Linked DNA regions of Oryzias latipes: region 2 is linked to region 1. The links are chromatin contacts, called in public Hi-C maps. All regions are on one chromosome and are shown on one strand. The core of a region is the stretch at or near the end of the contact, and the rest is flanking DNA. Distances in the headings are between cores, read along the strand shown. Region 1 holds the start of LOC101165175 (cathepsin S). Region 2 holds the start of tmod4 (tropomodulin-4).

Region 1 (7,098 bases), core at 4,307-6,806:
AGATAAAATTGTTATAATGTATGAAGATGAATGTAAAGCCGCCATCATTTAATAATTATAATTTTTTTGACAAGCTAAATGGATAGCTTAATAGCCACAAAACCATAAAATTTGAAATAATGTAAACGTGCTTGGGACTTAGTGGCTCTCACTGGGATTTGGTCAGTAAAAAGTGGCATACATGGCTCTTTTAGTGCTAAAGGTTGTAGAATCCTGCTCTAATGTCTGTTTTCTTCCTAATTTCATTGGTTGGTGTCAAAAACATTCATCAAAGGACTCACCACTCCTACATAAGGGTAACCAGCGTCAGAGTCGATGCCCTGGTTGTCGATGACATATTGAAAGGCTTGATGCATGAAGCCTCCATTGCAGCCATGGTTACCATACTTTGATGAACAGTCCACCAGATTTTGGGGACTGAGGTCCACCAGCTTTCCTGTCTTCCTGCATAGCTGGCCTTCCAAGGCGCCGACGGCACTGAAAGCCCAGCAGGAGCCGCAGGAGCCCTGCATGGAGGAACATTAGCCACAAAGTCTGAATTTAGGAAAACATTTTCATCTCGAAAATACACAAATAATTAAAATAGAGGCTAAACTATTAAGATTGACTTTTTTTTTGATTAGAAAATAATCAGCATTTTGGATTCTTCTCATCTTTAGAAGTTTGCCGTTTTGTTCTTAGCCTGACATTTAAGAAACTGGCAGGTTTAGACGGTTGTGCTCTGAGTCATGCAACTGAAACATGTTTAGACAAAAATAGACAGCAAGGCCAGTGGAGTTTTACTTCATATGTCAAACAAAAAGGTGATTTTTCCAAAAAAAGGAATACATTCGTTTTATTTATTTTTTCTAAAAAGGAATTTGTTGTTGATCCCATTTGTTCAATTTTTATCCCAGCATTGATGCAGCCTTGTTCACTAAGAAATATATTTCAAGATGACTGAAAATACAAAAAAAAACTGACAAAAATAAAACATAAATGCACAGAGTTTTTTAAACTGGAATAAACTAAACTAAGTAGAAAATATTACTGAATTGTGTTTTAAAGTGAAATATTTCAATGTTTTCAAATGGAATTATAGTGCAGCACATACATAACAGACTCAAATGTTCTTAAATGGTCAGCACAGGAAAAATGTCAAAACTTCTAACTAAATAACTCCCCCGAAATCCTGAAGTTAGCGTAAACACTTCAAAACACATTTCTGTTTCCCACTTTTTGCAGCAGACAGATGCAGAGATTTCCTTTTTCCACCTCAAACCTTCTGCAGTTTGCTTTGCAAACCCAGAATATGTGAATTTTGTTGTTATGAGAGCAGGTGAGTGGGACTTTAAGGCATGATGCAGTTTCCACAGTTGACATTTTTCCTTTTTTTTAAATGAAAATGGGTCATTGCTGAAAACAAACTGTTTGACTTTTGTCTTCTACCTGCATTTTGACGCTTGTGACACAGTTCTTCTGCCTCCAGTCCATCTCGTCTGGGATATTGTTGGACCCCGAGGCTCCAACAAAGAGATGTGGCTCCCTCTTGAGGTTGGTGGGGGGACGCAGCGAAGCAAATTGCTGAAGGATCTCCTCTTGTGTCTGTGAGGGAACAGTTTGGAAGATATTTTTAGGGCAAAGAAAACAGTTTAGCGTTTTGTCACACAGTGTACAGTGAATTTTATCCCAAGTTTGACTTAGAAAATGTGACAGCTTTTAGTAAACGCTTAATTTAGTGGCTCAATTCAATTATGTACCAAATCTTTATTGACACTATTTTACTTACAAACGACCTCTTCCATCATTTGATTATTTTTTTTTAAACAGATCCTGTGGAAAACCTCTTATTTAAAAGATAATTCATGTTTGTTCCTTTCTTTAAGGTTATAATTAGACTACATAAAAGCACATGTATACATTTTAAAAACTAAAGGTTTATCGCCAAAACCCATCATTGGGATTAATCATATTTTTAGGTTGATAAACTTTTTTCTAAGCTCAAATGAGCTAAATTTGGAATTGTTAGGTATTAGAAAAACAATAACTTAAAAAAAGGTGACAAAAAAAGCTTTCTGGGTATAAGTGATCATTTGTAAAATTAAAAGCACATATAAGAACAAGAAATTATTAATTCTAAAGGGGAATTCTAAAAAGGAATGTAGGCGCTTGCTTTTCTCTAAAGATGCTTAAAGTGTTTACTTTAAAAAAAGATAAAATTGTGCATGTAGTCCTTTGCTTAGGCTTTGGTATAAGAGTTGCATAAATATCATCTCAGATTTACTGCCTTTGATAAAATATGCAGCGGTACAAAAGGGTAGAAGTATCGAAGTCAGTCAGATAAATAGAAAAAATAATTTTTATTCGAGCGGAGACAAAGTTTGATGACTTTATGATTTTTTAGAAATCAGCCATGTTAGAAACCCAGATAAAAGAAACAAAACATTTGTTAAAACTTCAACAAATGTTTACCCATTTACTGTAAAAACAGCAGGTAGCTCAACTCTTCCCTTCTTGTGTTCCCAAATAAAAAGTAGCATTGCTTCCTGATATGAGCGCTGCCATGTTGAAACCAGAGCCGGAGGCAGCCGAGGCATTTTCTATTAGTCATGTCGGTTCCTTCATTGTTTTTACGGTCTATGGCTCTTGCATTGCTTTAATCCTTCATCATGTTACAAGTTTGAGCATCAACTGCTGGGTTTTAAGTTTAGACACGTAGGTCTGTCCTTTAAATCAAACTAAAACTGCAGATTCAAGAAAAAAAGAAGAAAAGTGGAAAAAAATATATTTTTTTCCTCTGCAAGGATTTTATTTTTATTCCAGAATAAGCAAACAGGCAATTAACAGCACAAAACTAGATGTTGTAGGTTTTTTTTTTTGTCTTCATTTGCATCTAAAAATAACTTAAGGCGTTAGTGGTTTGCATTATAAAGACTAGTGTTTAATCATGCGGAAGTGCTTCTATATTTACTTTTTTTTTTTCGAAGCCAAATGAATACAAGCAAATAAATACAAGTATTTATTAACTATACACTAAATAGACTTTATTCAACAACACTTTTGATTTATCACCTTCCAGATCAACAGTTGACTCTAATGTTTCCTCAAACTGTGGTTTACCTTTCGGTATGCGATTCCTCAAACTATATTAAAGAATCGTTTTGTTTTATAGGGGAAAACATCCTTTACAGTGCAGCAGAGGAAGCTGGATTTTCCAGAACTTAACAGTTTTTTTCTTTTAATTGGCTTTTTTCCCCCTCATGTTTCTCTTCCCCAAGTAATGTTCCTCTTTAGTTAACTCAAACTCCACTTGGTTAAGCTTCATTGTGTCTCAGTATTAAGCCAAATGGTAAAAACCTCTTTTCCTACTGAATTTTTAAAACTGTGTCTATTAATAAAGTGTTTTTTGTGAATCAATAGGCCATGAGCGAAGGAGAACGTCTCACCAAGTCTCCCATGTGGTTCATGCTCAGATCATAGGTGTGGAGGCCCATGGAGTACTCCAGGTTGTGCATGGTAATGAGCATCAGGTTCCTCTCCCACAAATCCCTGCGGTGCACGTCCTCCTCCTCCATGCACACAATCGCAGGAAGAGCACATGAAGTCAAAAACCAGTCGGCTCCTGCTAACCTCACATATGAAGCTACAAGTTTCTGCATGCAGCTCGTTCCCTTTGTTGGCATACTTCACTTGGATAGTGCTTGCTGTGCGTCTTCTTCCACAGCTCCCAGTGGATGTCCAGCCGGCTGTCAAACGCAGAAGCTGCTCCCACACACAGGGAGACGAGCAGCAGGCTCCCCAGCACCGCGCCTGCACAGAGAGCAGGATGTCATCTGACCTTTGATGAGGCGCTTGTGGGCGCGCATGGCACGAAAACAATCGGCAGAGAGATCAAACCTCCAGCCGGCAACCATTCACTGTTTGCAGTTCACATAAGCCACAGGCGGAGCGCCGACTCGATGGAGACGCACCATGAACAAACTTTTAACGCGTTTACTTCTTCAGAATCATGAAGTTAAGAAACCCAGTCTGAATAACGATGGAGGAATAAAAAAGGCTACATTCATGCTATAAATGATGGTAAAACCGAGTACAGCGATACCACAACTTAAAGCTTTTTCAAAACTTGGTAGAAATAAGTATGTTGACGCCACTTTAAAGTAGCAAAAATTTAAATAAATCTGCCCAAAAGAACAAAAATACAGCAACAAATACATCCATGAAAAGAGAAGAGGGATTTTTAGAACACACTGCAAATTATGGCTGCACGACATGAGGAAGACTCGCTTTATGCGATATTAGTGATCAATATTGCAATGATGATGTAACTTGCTATACATGAACAAATGGTGAGTGCAAATTCTGCAGAGTTTTTGGCGAGGGTGACAAAGGAAGAAAGCAGAACATTGAAAACAATCAGATCCTTGCAGGCCATCTTTAGGTCGTAAAACTGATAAAAGAAAAAAAACAAAAACTGCTTAACTGACGCTTACGCAACCAAGAGAGGACAAAAAAAAATAGAGGCTAACGTTAAGATATCATATGTAATGTCCTCCAGCGCCATGATCAGGTCTGAAGATGACAAAAAAAAAACGCAGAATAAAAGACTTTAAAAAGCCCAAACAATAAAATCAAAACACAAACAGGAGGAAAAGTTCCCCTAATCTCCACATCTACATAATGTGGACGGAAAAAAAGTTCCTGTTGCCTCATCTGCATGAGGCAAGTCTCATGACCAGAACTGCTCATGCAGGAAGTACAGGTGTGCCACCGCACGCCATGAACTGATTGGAGGGTTCTGTTATGAGGGTTTCTACAGTGAGGGGGGGGGGGTCCTTCAATCTTAAAAAAAAAAAAAAAAGACTATGGGAAATGAAATACTTCAGAAAAGTTATCTTCATTGTCAACACAATAAAGAATGGGGAGTTTGTGGCACTAAGACCAGAATGCCACAAAATGTTTTGTTGTTGTTTTTTTTTTTTTTCACATGAATGGACTTTTATTTCCTGGAATTCTTAATCTGGACCAGTTGGCTTTAAGAATAAAATATGTCCTAAAAAAAGCATTTTTATCATAAATAAGGGAAGTCTAGACATGAAAGGAGAAGAACAAAAGGTTTAAACACCGACCGTCCAAATCACAAAAGTAAAGTCAAACTTTTCAAATAAATTTACCAAAGTGATTTATGGTCAGTAAAATGAGAAGTTATTTTGAAGTTCAAAGAAGCAAATTAAAGTGTTTTAAGACGGGATGAAACAAAAACACAGACAAACTGCTGCAGTCTGAGTCTCTGAAGCTGATTTCTTCGGAAACAGGAACGAAAGTAAAAGTTAACGCGCTCTCAGATCTGTTTTTGTTCCAGGTTTAGGTTTTAGAGTGACGCGTTCGTCTTTTTAGACGCAAAGAATAAAATGATCATCTGAAATGAAAGGGAAAAAAACGCTGAACTTGCCTCGGTTGGTCATCGGACTCATCGCGTTCGGTTCTTCTCAGCTGTACTTCCTCTGAGCGACCTGCCGCGTCTTTATGAAGACAGGCCAGGGTCACGTGATCTGGCACTTCTGCTTTCAGAAAGAAACCAGTTTAAGGGCCGCTGCTGCTGCTGCTGAATCTGCAGCTGAAATTAACTGAAGAGACTGAGGCTGCTGCTGAAACTGCTGCTGCTGCTGAGTTTGGAATCAAGGTTGAAGCTGATTTTCAAAAGTATTTCACAACAGCCTGGAGCAAAGACGCAGCAAAGTGATTTAAGGAGTAATAAAACATAAAAGACAGTCTTTTCAGTTATACAATACCAAAAAGGTGTAGTTTGTAATAAATTAAAAGCAAATTTAATAAGGTTTTTAAAAAAATGCACGGATAAGGGAATTTGAAGTAAAGCGTAAAAGTTTCTAAGTTCAAAAAATATCCCAACATTTGTACTTTTTAATTAAATTCAAACAGATTCAGAAGTATTTTGCCAACAGCCTGGACAAAAAGCAAAGAGAAAGTAGTCTTAGGAGAAAAAAAATAAACACAAAATAAATTTGACGCTTTAAAAATGACCCACATTTGTACTTTTTTTCATAAAGCAAATTTTAAACAGCATTTAGTCAACAACCTGGATCAAAAACAAAGCTAGATAAACTTTTAGACAAATAAAACATAAAAAACAGCCTTTATGGTTTAAAAATAACCAAAAATGTGTACTTTTTCAAGAATTTAAAGCATACAATTATTTAGCCAACAACTTGAAACGAAGGCAAAGCTATGTAATTTAGAGAAAATTCTAACAAAAAGTAGCCCAACATTGTACTTTTAAATGAATTTAAAGCAGGTTAAAAAATAATTTAGTCAAAAGCCTGTACCAAAAGCAAAAGCAAAGTAAATTAAGAAAAAATGAAACAAAAAACACAGCATTTTAAGGAAAAAAACAACTAAACTATTTACTTTTTACTAGATTTACAGCCCAACACACTTTCTTCTGTGTGCATGAGCTTCACACCTGAATGTGTAATGTTGCTAAGCTGTTTAACAGTGGAACCAAAATGTCTTCTCCTTCCTGAATCCTTATTGTTATTATTATTATTCTTAAAAAATCTGGTTAGATAGAAAAATAGATTGTTCCACTGGGCTCAGGGTCAGCAAATAAAATGTTTTCCTATTGTCAATTCAGAGCAAAACTCTAAAGCTGCAGAGGGGGACAACGATCTTCTGCAGAGAAATGTGCTAGAGAAGACTTAAAGAAATAGATCGGATCTTTGAAAGTTTCGTGTCGTGCTGATTCAGCATTTTTACCTCACCAATCAAACAGTGCAACAATTAGTTAGTCGCGTTTTGAATAATTATGAACATATATACACTGCACAGGAGACAAACCTCCAAAACAGGACCAAGTGGAGGAGATGACAGAGCACTGATGGTTTTATTTAGAATACTTGATGAGATTCTTCCAGTTTATTAGTGTTGTAGCCTGTTTGCGTTGTTTGTTGTTTGCTTTTAATTATGTCGTTTTTTTAACATTTAAAACCATAAATATAATAAAGTAGATCATTTGTATTTCATCTTTTTCCTGACTGGATTCTGCCTACTTGTATCATGCCTCGGTGGGGGCTCTTGAGTTTTGCAGACGGTGACAGGGAG
Region 2 (6,931 bases), core at 3,168-5,667, 130 kb before region 1:
GTGAGGAACAAACTGTTGTTTTATTGGACTTCATAGAACTGATACAGCAACACTGGTTTTTCATTCAAATGCGTTTTGTCCATCCATCCATCCATACATCCATACATTCACTAACATTCACACTTAGGGACAGTTTAGGTTCTCCAATCAACCTGAATGAATCATGTTTTTGAACTGTGGGAGGAAGCCAGAGTGCTGGGAGAAAACCTGCGAATGCACGAGGAGAACTCCACACAAAAGGTCCCAGCTGGGATTCAAACCAGGGCCTTCTCACTGTGAGGTTAATGTGCTTACCACTAACCATTCATTGTTTTTTCAAATGCAAAAACCATTACCTTTTTTTTTCATTGGGGTAAATTTTGTACATTAGCATCTTTAAGAATTTTGTTTGAATCAACAAACCACTGCAGCCGAGGGGTCAGGGGTCAATCCAGAAGCTCCAACTAAAGTAAAGTTCCGTGTTCAAAATGCTTGCAGGACAATGTTATTCCTCTTTCTTCATAATATCCAATCAGATAACACATGAACAGGAAACGCAAAGAGGTCCACTGTCTTCCCTCCAGAACCAAAATGCCTTTTATTGAATAAATTCCACAAGACTCCAACCAAACCCCGATCTCATAACAGAACTAAGCCTTTTAATTTTCTCTGAGCGGATGTTGCAGATACAAATTGTCTTTCTTCTTTGCTTTTAGGGATCACCACAGTAAATCCTCTGTTCCCACCTGTGGGTCAACACCAGAGTTGATGGCAGTCATTATTATGCCGCTCCACAACAGTTTTTTTTCAGAATTCACAGTTTGGTTTTGGTTTTAGGTCAGATGGTTTTCCTAACACAAACTTCTACATTTCTCCAGGCTGGCACTTAAAAGTACCGGATTGTGCCCCATTGGTATAGTTAAAAAATGCTTTATTAGTTAATTAAATTTCATTTCAATGTTAACTTTGAGGAAATGGTCTGACCACTATCCAGACTGAAACATCCACAGATCTTGTCTATAAGCAGGATGTTTTGTCTGCATTGATCTTCTTTCTTTGGTCTTGTGGGGCTCTAATGTGTTAAGCTAAAGACATAAACACTGGATCACACAGTTAAGTGACGAGGATGAAGGTAACTAAAAATTAACCAGGGGATTATTCAATTTATGATAAAAGAGTCTTTATCACACAGAAGCTAGCAAGTCCATTCAGTCGTTACAATTACAATTTATGCTTGAAAGAAAGCCCAAACGTATATTTCCTCCTTTTATCTCTTTATAACAGTAAATGTCCCTTTTTCCTTTAAGAAAAATGGCCTTTTTGTTCAACTCCTGCCCTAAACCATAAATGATAATTTCCTTACTTTCATTTTCTTGTACTCTGACAGGCAGAGGTTCAACAAAGTTCCCCCAAATCCACAACCACATGAATTTATTATTTTTATTGTCACAAAAATCTAAAATATCAAGATTTTTTAAAATGAAAAAATAAAAATTTGGATCTATAATTGGATCTATAATTTAGTGTAATGTTTAGCAGAAACCAGATTTTCATGTAGAGGTTTTGGAGCATTGTTAGACATGGTGCAATTAAATGAACAGATCCATTAAACTCTGCTGTGTGTTAATGAACTGTCCTCACTGCAGGAGTCGTGCAGCAAAACAAACTGGAAGTGGAGCCATTTTTTACCATCTCATTGAGTGACATTCAAGCTGGTAAAGGTCAACGAGAACCAAATATAGGTTGATGTTACCTTTGTGTGATTTTCTAGTTTTTTTTGTTTAGTTTTTTTGTTTTTCTGTTTGCACTCTGGGTAACAACCATACAGAAAAAAACTCTCCTCTCCCATTCTTTCATGTGACTTACTTCTCCATTCAAACTATATTATCTCCCCTCCCAGAACCCATCAGAAGAGGATCTCTGTTCAATCACTTTTAATCTCCAGCTCCATCTCTTAATCAGAATTCTATTGTTCTCTCTGTCTTTGAGCTTCAACCTTCATCCAGAGTTCTGCTCCTGTTGCACCACCAGCCTCAGGACTCTGGAGTCATCCATCTGGGTTTTACAGTCTTTCCTGATGAAAATCTCAACTAAAACTCTAACAATGCTTCCAAACCAAATGTCTTAAAAAGTAATCAAAGACACAAAGACAAAATGATTTCATGATCTTTGATACACCTACCAACTCAAAGTGAAACCTTGGCCTGTTTGGATGAACTTAAAGCTATTTATGATGACTTTAAGACCAATCAGGTGAAAGTGAATAATTTCCCACAGCACACAAATGCACCGCGACACACTGGTTAAAAAACACAGCTGTACACCCATCACTCAGAGTCCAGGATTTCCCCTCTTATTGATTGTTTCCCAAAGAAAATGTCATAATGTTCTGCTTTGAATTGATTTATTTTATATACTACCTTTATCTGCTCCTGTTCAAATGAACATCATCTGTTTGCTTTCTCTTTTTGTTCAAATTTGATTCCAATTTCCTAAAGAAACTTTCAAGAAAAAGAAAACTTTTAAAAATACGTTATTTTTTAGAAAACCTTATACTTATATTTGATTTACTTCAGTGTAAACTTTTGCTGCAATTCTTTCTCAATCTGTAGCACCAAGAATAAGATTTTGAATCTTAATTTTTTATTTTATTTTTTTTAACAAAATTTAAGAACAGATCTCTATTAATTCACACAGCATCTAAGACATTTACTATAAAAACTAGATAACCAATTGTCATAAGGCTACAATGTTTTTTATTTCTACATCAACTTGGATCAAAAGCTATGAATGAATAATTCTTGTGAACTGAATGATGACTGTCCCCCCTTGGAAACGAGATGACACATCTCAAGGGGCTTCTCCTACAAACTAATAAATGGGAAAGTTTAAAGACTAATTTAGTGAAAACTGTGATGAATCAGCTGAAGTGTAGTCTTCCTCTCTCATCAAAAATCTTCATCAGAGCTGAAAAGAGATACAATTAAATATCTCAGGTTTTTATCACATCCGCAAAACGATTTTAAAAGCTATTGCATCTTTTCAAGAAGAAAAAAGTGCACTCGTTTTTATTAAAGCTCATGATAAAATCACATAAACAGATTCTTATTTCACTCAGTGGCATGAAGCTCTTGTGCATGAAAGCCACTACTTTCTGTTTTACAAGCTGAAGACCATTAAAGCGGTGTGGATTTCCCCTAGACAAAGGTTATTTGCTAATAAATGGCACAAGATTTACACGCTGCTCCTGTGTCCTGCCTGCAGTTTGCAATGCACCTCTGAAAATGTGGACGTTTGGGTTTGCTCTGTGGTTTCTGTCCTCCAGCCTCGAGTTTGTCTTTGTGCTCCAGCTGCAGAATAAGAGGGGGATTTTTAATGAGCTCCTCATCCTCGACTCCGAAAACTTCTCACCATCTGAGGGTCATTCTCTCCACGTCTTGTTGCCCAAGTGTAACATTCCAAATCAGCCCTCAGCTTAATTTTAGCTTCACAAGTCAGCTACTTTCAGCTCCGTCGATTTCTGCCCTGCCTGGTTGCTACTTGAGACGGTGTCACAGACGCAAATTCAGTTCCTTAGCTAACTTACCGAGGACATTTTATTTGATTGATTTCTGTTCGTTTATTTAATTCAATTCAATTCAATTTTATTTATAGAGCCCAGTATTACAACACACAAGTCATCTCAATGGGCTTCATACTGGTGATTGTATAGTAAACATACAATCATAAGGGTCATGAAGTCATAGAATTTAATAGGTAAATTCTAAACTAAACTAACTAAACAGACTAAACTAAACTGGGCATCCCTGCCCTTAGACCCTCCTTCCTTTAAATTCCCACAACTTCTCATAGAGTATTAAACAATGCGGACAATCAGGCCATTTCCAGATAATCAGATTTCATTTAGACTGAACAGGATGAGCAAAAAAAGGATAGACTTTTCTGTAAAGTCTGCAGCTTCCAGACCCAGTTCCCCAAATCCTGTGTGACAAACAAAGCACACAGTGATGAGCAGCTATTGAATGGATTAACCTCCCCACATACCACACTGATGAGCTTCTGCAGAAGTTTCTGCTAAACAGCTTCATCTGCAGAATGGAAAATTCTTTTCTGCCTCAGCTACAAACAAAGGAAACTCAATTTTTGGTTTAGACCTAAAAACTCTTTAAAAAAAAAAAACTTAGTTTCATTTGAATTTCACCAAAATGATAAAAGGATTAACATGCTGGTGCAGTCCCTGAGAGAACCAGTGAGCAGCCTACCTTCACAGAAGCTCAGTGCTGAAGCAAAGGGGAGGCTGCAGCTCCAGCAAGTCTGTTCTCTTTTTTTCTCTGCCTCACCCCCCCTCTCTCGTGGGTCAGGCTTCAGCCCTGCTATCCTGAGACAGGGTCGCTCGCCGCACTTTGACAAGTCAGCATTTTATTTTATGGTTGCATGACAGAGAAGGGGAGGTGAACAGGGTGTCACGGAGAAGGGGAGCCGTGACAGAGGAGAGCCGGGCTCCTCAGACTTTCAGTTATCCCTGACTGAAGGGAGGAAGAGTGACATCTAGTGGTTGAAATCTGTTAGTACACTTAAATGTAATCTTTTTCTCAACTCAATTTGTTTTTCATCATTGTTTTAATTCATTTAAGTTACACGTTTTTGACTTTTTCTAAAAGAATTTTGTGATAAACTTTAACCGGAAAGCTTCTTTTACTTTGAATTTGTTTTATTTCCAAGCAAAGAAAATAATAAAATAAAACTACTGCAAAATCATTAAAACAGTGAGGGCTTGATTGCTCATGCTGAAATATAAATATAAAAGTGTCTGTGTGCCACACCTTTCATTAAAAACAGCATGTTAGGACGTCTGCAGCACTACTGGAGCATGAAATTGTCTGCAAGGAAGAAAAAAAAGAAAAACTTCTGAGATATTGATCAGGATTAGCAATGCTGGGAAAATCTAATCATCTCCTTTAGAGAATGCCCATTCAACTGTGATATAATTATTATTATTTTGGGTAAAGTTAAATCCAGACACATTAGGATGCAGAGATAAACGTTTTGCTTTCAAGACTAAACTAAAAGAGGAAAACTTTACTTGTTTTTACGCCACACGGCGTCAATCTTTTCAGGTGTGAATCTTACTAAAATTAATAGAATTCAGGCTTTTTCCTTTCATCTCTGGTGAGCAGGTCAGGTCAAGAAGTTAAGTTGTTTATTATTCTGTTTTAAACCCAACTGCTTTGGAATTGTTTGCTGGATCTGATGCTGAGAAAACCGTTTCCTCTGTTAGCATTAGCAAAAAATAAAGGTGACTTTTTCACCAAATCATAAAATGCTAGTAGTGATCTTCCCTTTGATTCCCAATCCAAACTCTGGAAAATGTATTGAATTTTCTGCCTCCTTTATATTTTTTACAGTTAAATCTACACCAAAGCAAAATGTCATTATAATCTGTGCCTTAATTATCATCTACTCACTTTTTCTACTTTTAGCAGTCATTCACTCTTCCTACCACACATTGAATTCCGTTTGTTTCTGTTGAATTTTAAATTGTGTTGGTCATTTTCCCACTTCACGGTTTGTTTTCTGTTTTCTGTCACGGTTTAGTGTGCGTGAAGAACCCAAACACAGGAGATCAGAGGCAGGACGCTGCATGCCAGAGGAAAAAAAACATTTTCAAAGCAGCTAAGATAATGAAATACCAAAAAAGAGGGAAAAAAAACAAAACATGAGGATGGAAATGAAGATCAGAGAGACAACGAATCAGATCAGATGTTACACTCTTAGGTAGTGATAGTTGAAATGAAACCAGGAATTTCTTAGAGAATAAACTGCAAAATCAAATAAAAAAAACCATTTATTTATTTAGTGTATTTTTGATCTGTTCCATTAATGTGATACCTGCTCCAGCTGTCTTCAGCTGTGGTCATTGACTAAATAAGTTCACTCTGTCAGCTGACAGCTCTTTTGTCAGATGTCCTCATTCTGTTTGGTGCAACAGCTGTTTGTTATGCAAATGTTCACATGTACAGATTTTTAAACAAATATTTTAAAAGTGTGAATTTTCTGCTTTTGTGAAAGAAAACCATTCAGAAAAATGTTCCTGTGATCTAAAAAAAAATCTGCATCTTACAACAATAAATACACATTTTTGCTGCAGTGCAATATCTCTTGGGTTGGGGTCCTTGCTTTGAATTGGGGGGGGGGGGGGTCCTGTGGTAGCATCTTCTGTAAATATGAGTGTGTGTGTGTGTGTGTGTGGTGGGGGGCTGACGTGGTCAGGTCTTCATTTCGTTTCATTTCAGGCTTCTTTTTAAGTTTTATATTATGTCGTGTGCGTGGGGGTCAGGAAAGTTAGGGTTAGGGTTAAAAGGTTCTGTATAAATAAATTTGATTTAATTTGATTTGATGATTAATAAAACAATAACAAACAAAAGAAAAATGATCATGTTCTACTTTCTCTCTTTAGTCAGTTATGGCGGCTTTTCTTTGACTTTTCGTGTCATCATACAGCATAGACAACCTCTTCCACCGTCTCTCCATTAGAGTTTTTGTCTTGATTTCTGTTTTCCCTGTAACCATTTGAAGTTTTATGAAGCTTTTTATGAATGACAAACGTGCAGTACTTGTTTTTGAATCATGTAAAGTTTTCAATAAAGAGTCAAAACTGATCTGTAATTTTAGAGTTTTAGAGCCACAAAAAAAACAAGATTTGAAGATTTAAATTTACGAGATTTTTCTCGTAAATTTTTTATTTTATTTTCGTAATTTTACAGTTATTACTTTTTTCTCGTGAATTTAAGACTTTAAAGTCATGATTGAAAAAAAACACGTGTTTGTAATAAAACTCTGTTGTAGCAATTCACATTTTTTACTGCTTCCTTGATTTTTAGATTTTTAAGTAATAGCAAAATGAAATTTCTAATAAAATATGACAACTATATTTGACTTTTTCTTCTCTAAA

The links. A called contact is a pair of places that touch in the nucleus more often than the background predicts.
Region 2: a Hi-C map of embryo shows a contact between it and region 1, with 2.4 times the contacts expected there. The contact joins the promoter of tmod4 here to the promoter of LOC101165175 in region 1. A contact is called at or near these places in 4 of 5 Hi-C or Micro-C datasets (embryo, fibroblasts and gastrula embryo).

The regions. Positions count from the first base shown.
Region 1 is chr16:26,974,665-26,981,762 of ASM223467v1, reverse strand. It overlaps LOC101165175 (cathepsin S), which reads right to left and starts at 5,556. Exons shown (of 8, transcript XM_004078345.4): 1 at 5,432-5,556; 2 at 3,665-3,789; 3 at 3,426-3,548; 4 at 1,429-1,584; 5 at 282-506. The coding sequence starts at 5,453.
Region 2 is chr16:27,103,784-27,110,714 of ASM223467v1, reverse strand. It overlaps tmod4 (tropomodulin-4), which reads right to left and starts at 4,417. Exons shown (of 10, transcript XM_004078349.4): 1 at 4,242-4,417.